Linked DNA regions of Mus musculus: region 2 is linked to region 1. Evidence: chromatin contacts called from public Micro-C data. All regions are on one chromosome and are shown on one strand. The core of a region is the stretch at or near the end of the contact, and the rest is flanking DNA. Distances in the headings are between cores, read along the strand shown.

Region 1 (2,717 bases), core at 84-2,583:
GTCAGGTATTTCCACACTCCATCTCCAGAGGGCCAGAGGGAGAAGAAAAGACCAAAACATCCCCCCTCTTCTTCCCCCAAACTGGTGCCAAATATCCCATGCTGCTTCTAGAAGACAGGGCTTCAGCCAAGGTCCTTCCCAGTCTTACCTGCGGAAGCATGTAAAAGCTCTCTGGGACAGGTTGGGGCCCCTTTCAGGTCACCATGTGCATGCACATGTGTGCACACAAATGTTGGGTACCCGCTAGTGTCTGCCACAGCATCCTGTTTGTTTTATCAATGGACAGTTGAGGGTGAAAGAGACCTCCTCAAGAGCAAGGGTCATATACAGTGTGTTTTAGTCTTAGAAGGCCCAAGGAATCCTGGGAGATCCAGTTCAGAAAAACCCAAGGCTTCTGACTTCCATAGCCTCTCCTGAGATCTCACCAGGAAAGGGGTGGGGGTGGCGGGTAAAGAAGGTCAGAGGTCATGGGCTCTGTTTCTCTGACACCTCACAATGAGCTGGGGGATCTTAACCAGATCCTTCTTTCTTAACGATGCAGCTTATGTGAAAATAACCAGGAATGCAGTTGTGAGTCTTCTAGGTGTAGCTGCACCAGCAGACCCCTCGCGGAGGATTTATCCTGTGCCTTTTACCCTCTCTTCCAGTTAGGATAAGGTGGCAGGGAAACTAACCAGTTTGTCTCAAAATTCTGATTGAGATGATACAAGATCAGTGCACACAGTAAAAGACCTAGTGGGTGCAAGAAAGTTTTGAGACAAGAGACCTAGGGATACATGGCTGGAGTAGGCACAAAACTTTGTAGATTACTGGTGCAAGATTGGATCATTGTTAAAGTCCAGACCCCCAGAAGCCAGAAACCTATTAGCAGGAATATTCTTTCCCAAATTCCAGGCCCATGCCTGTCCTGGACTTAAATAGTACCATACTTTGACTCCATTGACAACACCCCTTTTGGTGCAAGACCTTGCTAGTAAGAGCTAAGAAAGACAAATAAGCAAGGGGTCGATTGGGCTGCTTACTGCCATCTAGGCAGAATCATGCATGGGCAATAGCTGCTTGGTGCAGGATGTTGGTGGGACCTCGGGAGTCCACACTGCTAGGTGTGATGGTCTTGAGGCCCAAACTGGAACCCGAATTAGGGTGCAGAAACGGTGGCCGCAGAGCCAGGCTTGGCTCACTCGCCTGGCCTCCCTACAGGCTTGCATCCGGGCTTGCAAACTCGACCTCTCGCTGGAGACGCCCGTGTTTCCTGGCAACGGAGATGAACAGCCCCTGACTGAAAACCCCCGGAAGTACGTCATGGGTCACTTCCGCTGGGACCGCTTCGGCCCCAGGAACAGCAGCAGTGCTGGCAGCGCGGCGCAGAGGCGTGCGGAGGAAGAGGCGGTGTGGGGAGATGGCAGTCCAGAGCCGAGTCCACGCGAGGGCAAGCGCTCCTACTCCATGGAGCACTTCCGCTGGGGCAAGCCGGTGGGCAAGAAACGGCGCCCGGTGAAGGTGTACCCCAACGTTGCTGAGAACGAGTCGGCGGAGGCCTTTCCCCTAGAGTTCAAGAGGGAGCTGGAAGGCGAGCGGCCATTAGGCTTGGAGCAGGTCCTGGAGTCCGACGCGGAGAAGGACGACGGGCCCTACCGGGTGGAGCACTTCCGCTGGAGCAACCCGCCCAAGGACAAGCGTTACGGTGGCTTCATGACCTCCGAGAAGAGCCAGACGCCCCTGGTGACGCTCTTCAAGAACGCCATCATCAAGAACGCGCACAAGAAGGGCCAGTGAGGGTGCAGGGGTCTTCTCATTCCAAGGCCCCCTCCCTGCATGGGCGAGCTGATGACCTCTAGCCTCTTAGAGTTACCTGTGTTAGGAAATAAAACCTTTCAGATTTCACAGTCGGCTCTGATCTTCAATAAAAACTGCGTAAATAAAGTCAAAACACAACTGTCCAGTTACACTATCACGTGACCAGATGCTAGAATGTAAAGAAAACATTTCTCAACCTCCTTGCCCCAGCAAACACTCTTGGTGGGGGACTAGATAGTTTGGGTGGCCCAGGGTGGTTCTCTGTCCAACTCTTCTAGAATGGCTGCTTAATTTGAGCCTGGCCCAAAGCCAAGTCCTACAAGAGTGACTGACCTTAGGGACCTGAAGCCAGGTGGCGCTACCAAGACCTATTCCCCACTGGGAATGTCTCTGGGATGTCACTCAGGAAGTTACAGGGACACAGGGACACTCTGCAATGTTGAGTCCTTATCTGTGACCCCAGGCAGGTTCCTGAACCCTCCCAGGGATTAGTTATCTGTCTCTTTATATTCTTGGTATAAGGGCTCTGGGGAGGATAAAAGGAAAATAGAGATTCCATCATTTTTTCAGGAAAATGTGAGAATTGAGAGGTGGTAGCCGGTCTGATTTGGTTATTCACATAAACTTTTTTTTTTTTTTTTTAAAGTGCATTTCTCCTTTCCCTTTATTTTTTAAAGATTTATTATTTATTATATGTAAGTACACTGTAGCTGTCTTCAGACACTCCAGAAGAGGGAGTCAGATCTTGTTACGGATGGTTGTGAGCCACCATGTGGTTGCTGGGATTTGAACTCCGGACCTTCAGAAGAGCAGTCGGGTGCTCTTACCTGCTGAGCCATCTCACCAGCCCTCACATAAACTCTTAAGACACACGGTCTCACCCTCTTCTTTATACCCCAAGGAGATAGATGCACTGTCCC
Region 2 (2,700 bases), core at 64-2,563, 400 kb after region 1:
TCTTCCTCTCCCTCCCCTCCCGTGTGTGTGTGTGTGTGTGTGTGTGTGTGTGTGTGTGTACACTGAGCCCAGAAGATAGTGTCAGATGCTCAGGAACTGAAGTTGCAGGCGCTTGGGAGCACTTCCTATCACTTGCTATGGGTTTTGAGAGCAAACTTGAGGCTTCTGGAAGAGCAGCAAGTGCTCCTGACTGTTGACTCCTCCTTTCCAGCTCCTTCAACTTAATTCTTTTAAAAAGATAATTACATGAATTTTGATTTGGGATTGGGTTAGAATTTCCAGTAATTTCTGAAATGGTCCTAAATATGCTTTGCCATTTTCTACTACATATTTATGTGAAGCAGCTTTCTCAGCACTGACAAGTAAAAAGTATCAAAATATTGATCAATTCTGAAAAATGCAAAGATACTTTGCATCCTGTAATATCAAACATTCAAATAGAATTTCATTCTTTATTTAATCTTTTTTCAAAAGTATATTAATTTTCTTTTATGTATGTGAATGTTTTGCTTGCGTGTACATATCTGCAACACATGTTGTCTTGTGCCCGTGGAGGTTAAAAGAGGGTATTGGATTTCCTGGTGTAGGATGAAAGGACAAAGGAAAAACACCCTGACCCTGACCTACCCCAAGACAAGGGTCAAGGAAAGAACACCCTGACTTCACCCCAAGCCAAAGACCAGGGCTAAAAAACAGAATCCCATCAACCCCTGAGCTTGCCATAGAATCCCACCATTCCTTGAACACAAAATTCCACTAGTCCCTGAGCTTCAAGATCAGACCACAGATCTCAGGCTACCCTAGAAATATCTGCCCCCAAAGAAATCCCACATAAACCCTACCTTCTGCTCAGTTCTCTGTTCCTTCTCACCTGAACAGATCTGGGTTTTCCCCTACCAATACATTTCTTGTGTGAGATTTGCTGTCCGGTGTGTCTTTGTGGTATTCCTTGGTTTCCCTCAGAGCTGTAACACTTGATGCTCAGACTCAAATATGCCTTCCTGGTGTCTATGCTCCACCTCTGGGTCTAAGATGCACTGGTCCCCTATTCCTCATCTCTAGTTAACCCACAACACAGTCACCTTCCAGCTGGCACAGCTCAGGACCCATCCACCCGCTCTAACTAGGTAAGTTTTCCCTTTAGTCAGTGTAAATGCTTCCCAGATCCAAGAAGTGACCACTGAGTATCTGGCACCCCCTGGTGCCGCAGGCCAGTCTTAAAGGCTACAGTGGCCTTCATCACCTGACTCACACCCCAACCCGTGGAGCTGCAATCCTGCAGTTGCCTCAGGCCCAGCCTGGTTAGCATGTCCTTTCTTGCCCACTTCTTCAACCTTCACTTTGGAGCTGCCTGTACATCCCACGGCTCCTTTGGGCCCTCCTGGCTTTTGTGACTCTGTCCCCACCCTGCCCTAGGCTTAAGTTTCCTTCTCCACTTCTGGCCTCTACTAAGCCCTGCTAGCAGACCAGAAGTCTCTCTTAAGCTTAGCCAGGCTAAGCCCCAACCCCTGTTGAGTGAGGTGATGACCCACTAAATGGCTAGTATCTTCCTCTGGTCCTCCCTGAGCCCTTGAACAGCCACGACTACAGGTGAAAGGAAATAAAACTGTAATTGATGTAATGTATGTTAAATAGCCCAAAGAGTTGTTTCTGAGCTTTGAAACCTGGGGCTGAGAACAGACCAGGACATGCCCGGGCAAGCCCATCGCCTCCCTAGCTCCCACCCCTCTGACCTAAGTTAAATGTTACAGGCTGCTGATGTTTAAATGGACCAATCATGTGAAACCGCGCCAATTCCTCCCCCAGCCCCACTCCTTTTCTATAAAAACCCCTAGCTTCCAAGCCTCGTGGTCGAATCCACTGTCTCCTGTTATGTGAGATACGTTTCGACCCGGAGCTCCGCCATTAAAAAACCTCTTGTTACATCAAGGTGTTGTGTTCTATTCGTGATTCTTGGGTGCACGCCGAATCAGGAGCTGAGTGGGGGTTTCCCCACTGAGTTCTTTCACAGGTTGAAGTGACATTTTTCCTTCCCCTCTCTCATCCATGGGAACAGTGTCTTCCATACCAGCTCATTGCCCCTTGGGATGCCTTTAGAAAGTCTCCAGCCTCTATATCTGACACACCTGAAGGGCCCTAAATTTATTCACTTTTGCAGTCAAATGTGGCCTCAATAGCCCTTAGATAATCAACCCAAATGGCTGCCTAATGGCACCTATCTTAGTCAGGGATTCTACTCCTGCACAAACATTATGACCAAGAAGCAAGTTGGGGAGAAAAGAAAGGATCTATTCAGCTTACACTTCTGCATTGCTGTTCAGCACCAAAGGAAGTCAGGATTGGAACTCAAGCAGATCAGGAAGCAGGAGCTGATGCAGAGGCCATGGAGGGATGTTACTTACTGGCTTGCTTCCTGTGGCTTACTCAGCTTGCTTTCTCATAGAACCCAGGTGCTACGCCCACTCCAGTGAAGTGGCCTGTTGGGTCGAAAGGCCTAGAGGCAGTCACAAGGCAAAGAGTTTCAAGGAAACTATGCCTCCTGGAACCCTGGCATTCTCATAGTCCGCATACTCAAACCCTGTTCCCGCATTAGTATGATGTATGCTCTCTTTCAGTATTTTTTTGTTATAAGTGCCTTTAAAGATTGATTTTTGACATAGGTAAGGTTCCACCAGTGTTCCAGTATCCTAGAAAATCCTT

Evidence for each region. Hi-C and Micro-C count contacts between places; a contact is called where the count stands out from the background.
Region 2: a contact with region 1 is called in a Micro-C map of embryonic stem cells, with 5 times the contacts expected there. The contact joins two enhancer-like sites. A contact is called at or near these places in 2 of 39 promoter capture datasets (the HPC-7 cell line and trophoblast stem cells) and 1 of 484 Hi-C or Micro-C datasets (embryonic stem cells).

What each region holds. Positions count from the first base shown.
Region 1 is chr12:3,958,693-3,961,409 of GRCm38.p6, forward strand. It overlaps Pomc (pro-opiomelanocortin-alpha), which reads left to right. Exons shown (of 3, transcript NM_001278584.1): 3 at 1,201-1,951. The coding sequence ends at 1,776. Among named protein-coding and RNA genes, the nearest start is that of Pomc, 5.1 kb to the left of the region's middle. Within about 2 kb of position 1,334, at least 317 of the 459 cell types and tissues checked have an H3K27ac peak or open chromatin away from gene starts, as enhancers often do. A contact at or near this core is called in embryonic stem cells and trophoblast stem cells, where this site is marked.
Region 2 is chr12:4,355,823-4,358,522 of GRCm38.p6, forward strand. The region is part of intron 2 of Ncoa1 (nuclear receptor coactivator 1); the gene reads right to left. Among named protein-coding and RNA genes, the nearest start is that of Gm51963, 100 kb to the right of the region's middle. Within about 2 kb of position 1,314, at least 40 of the 459 cell types and tissues checked have an H3K27ac peak or open chromatin away from gene starts, as enhancers often do. A contact at or near this core is called in embryonic stem cells and trophoblast stem cells, where this site is marked.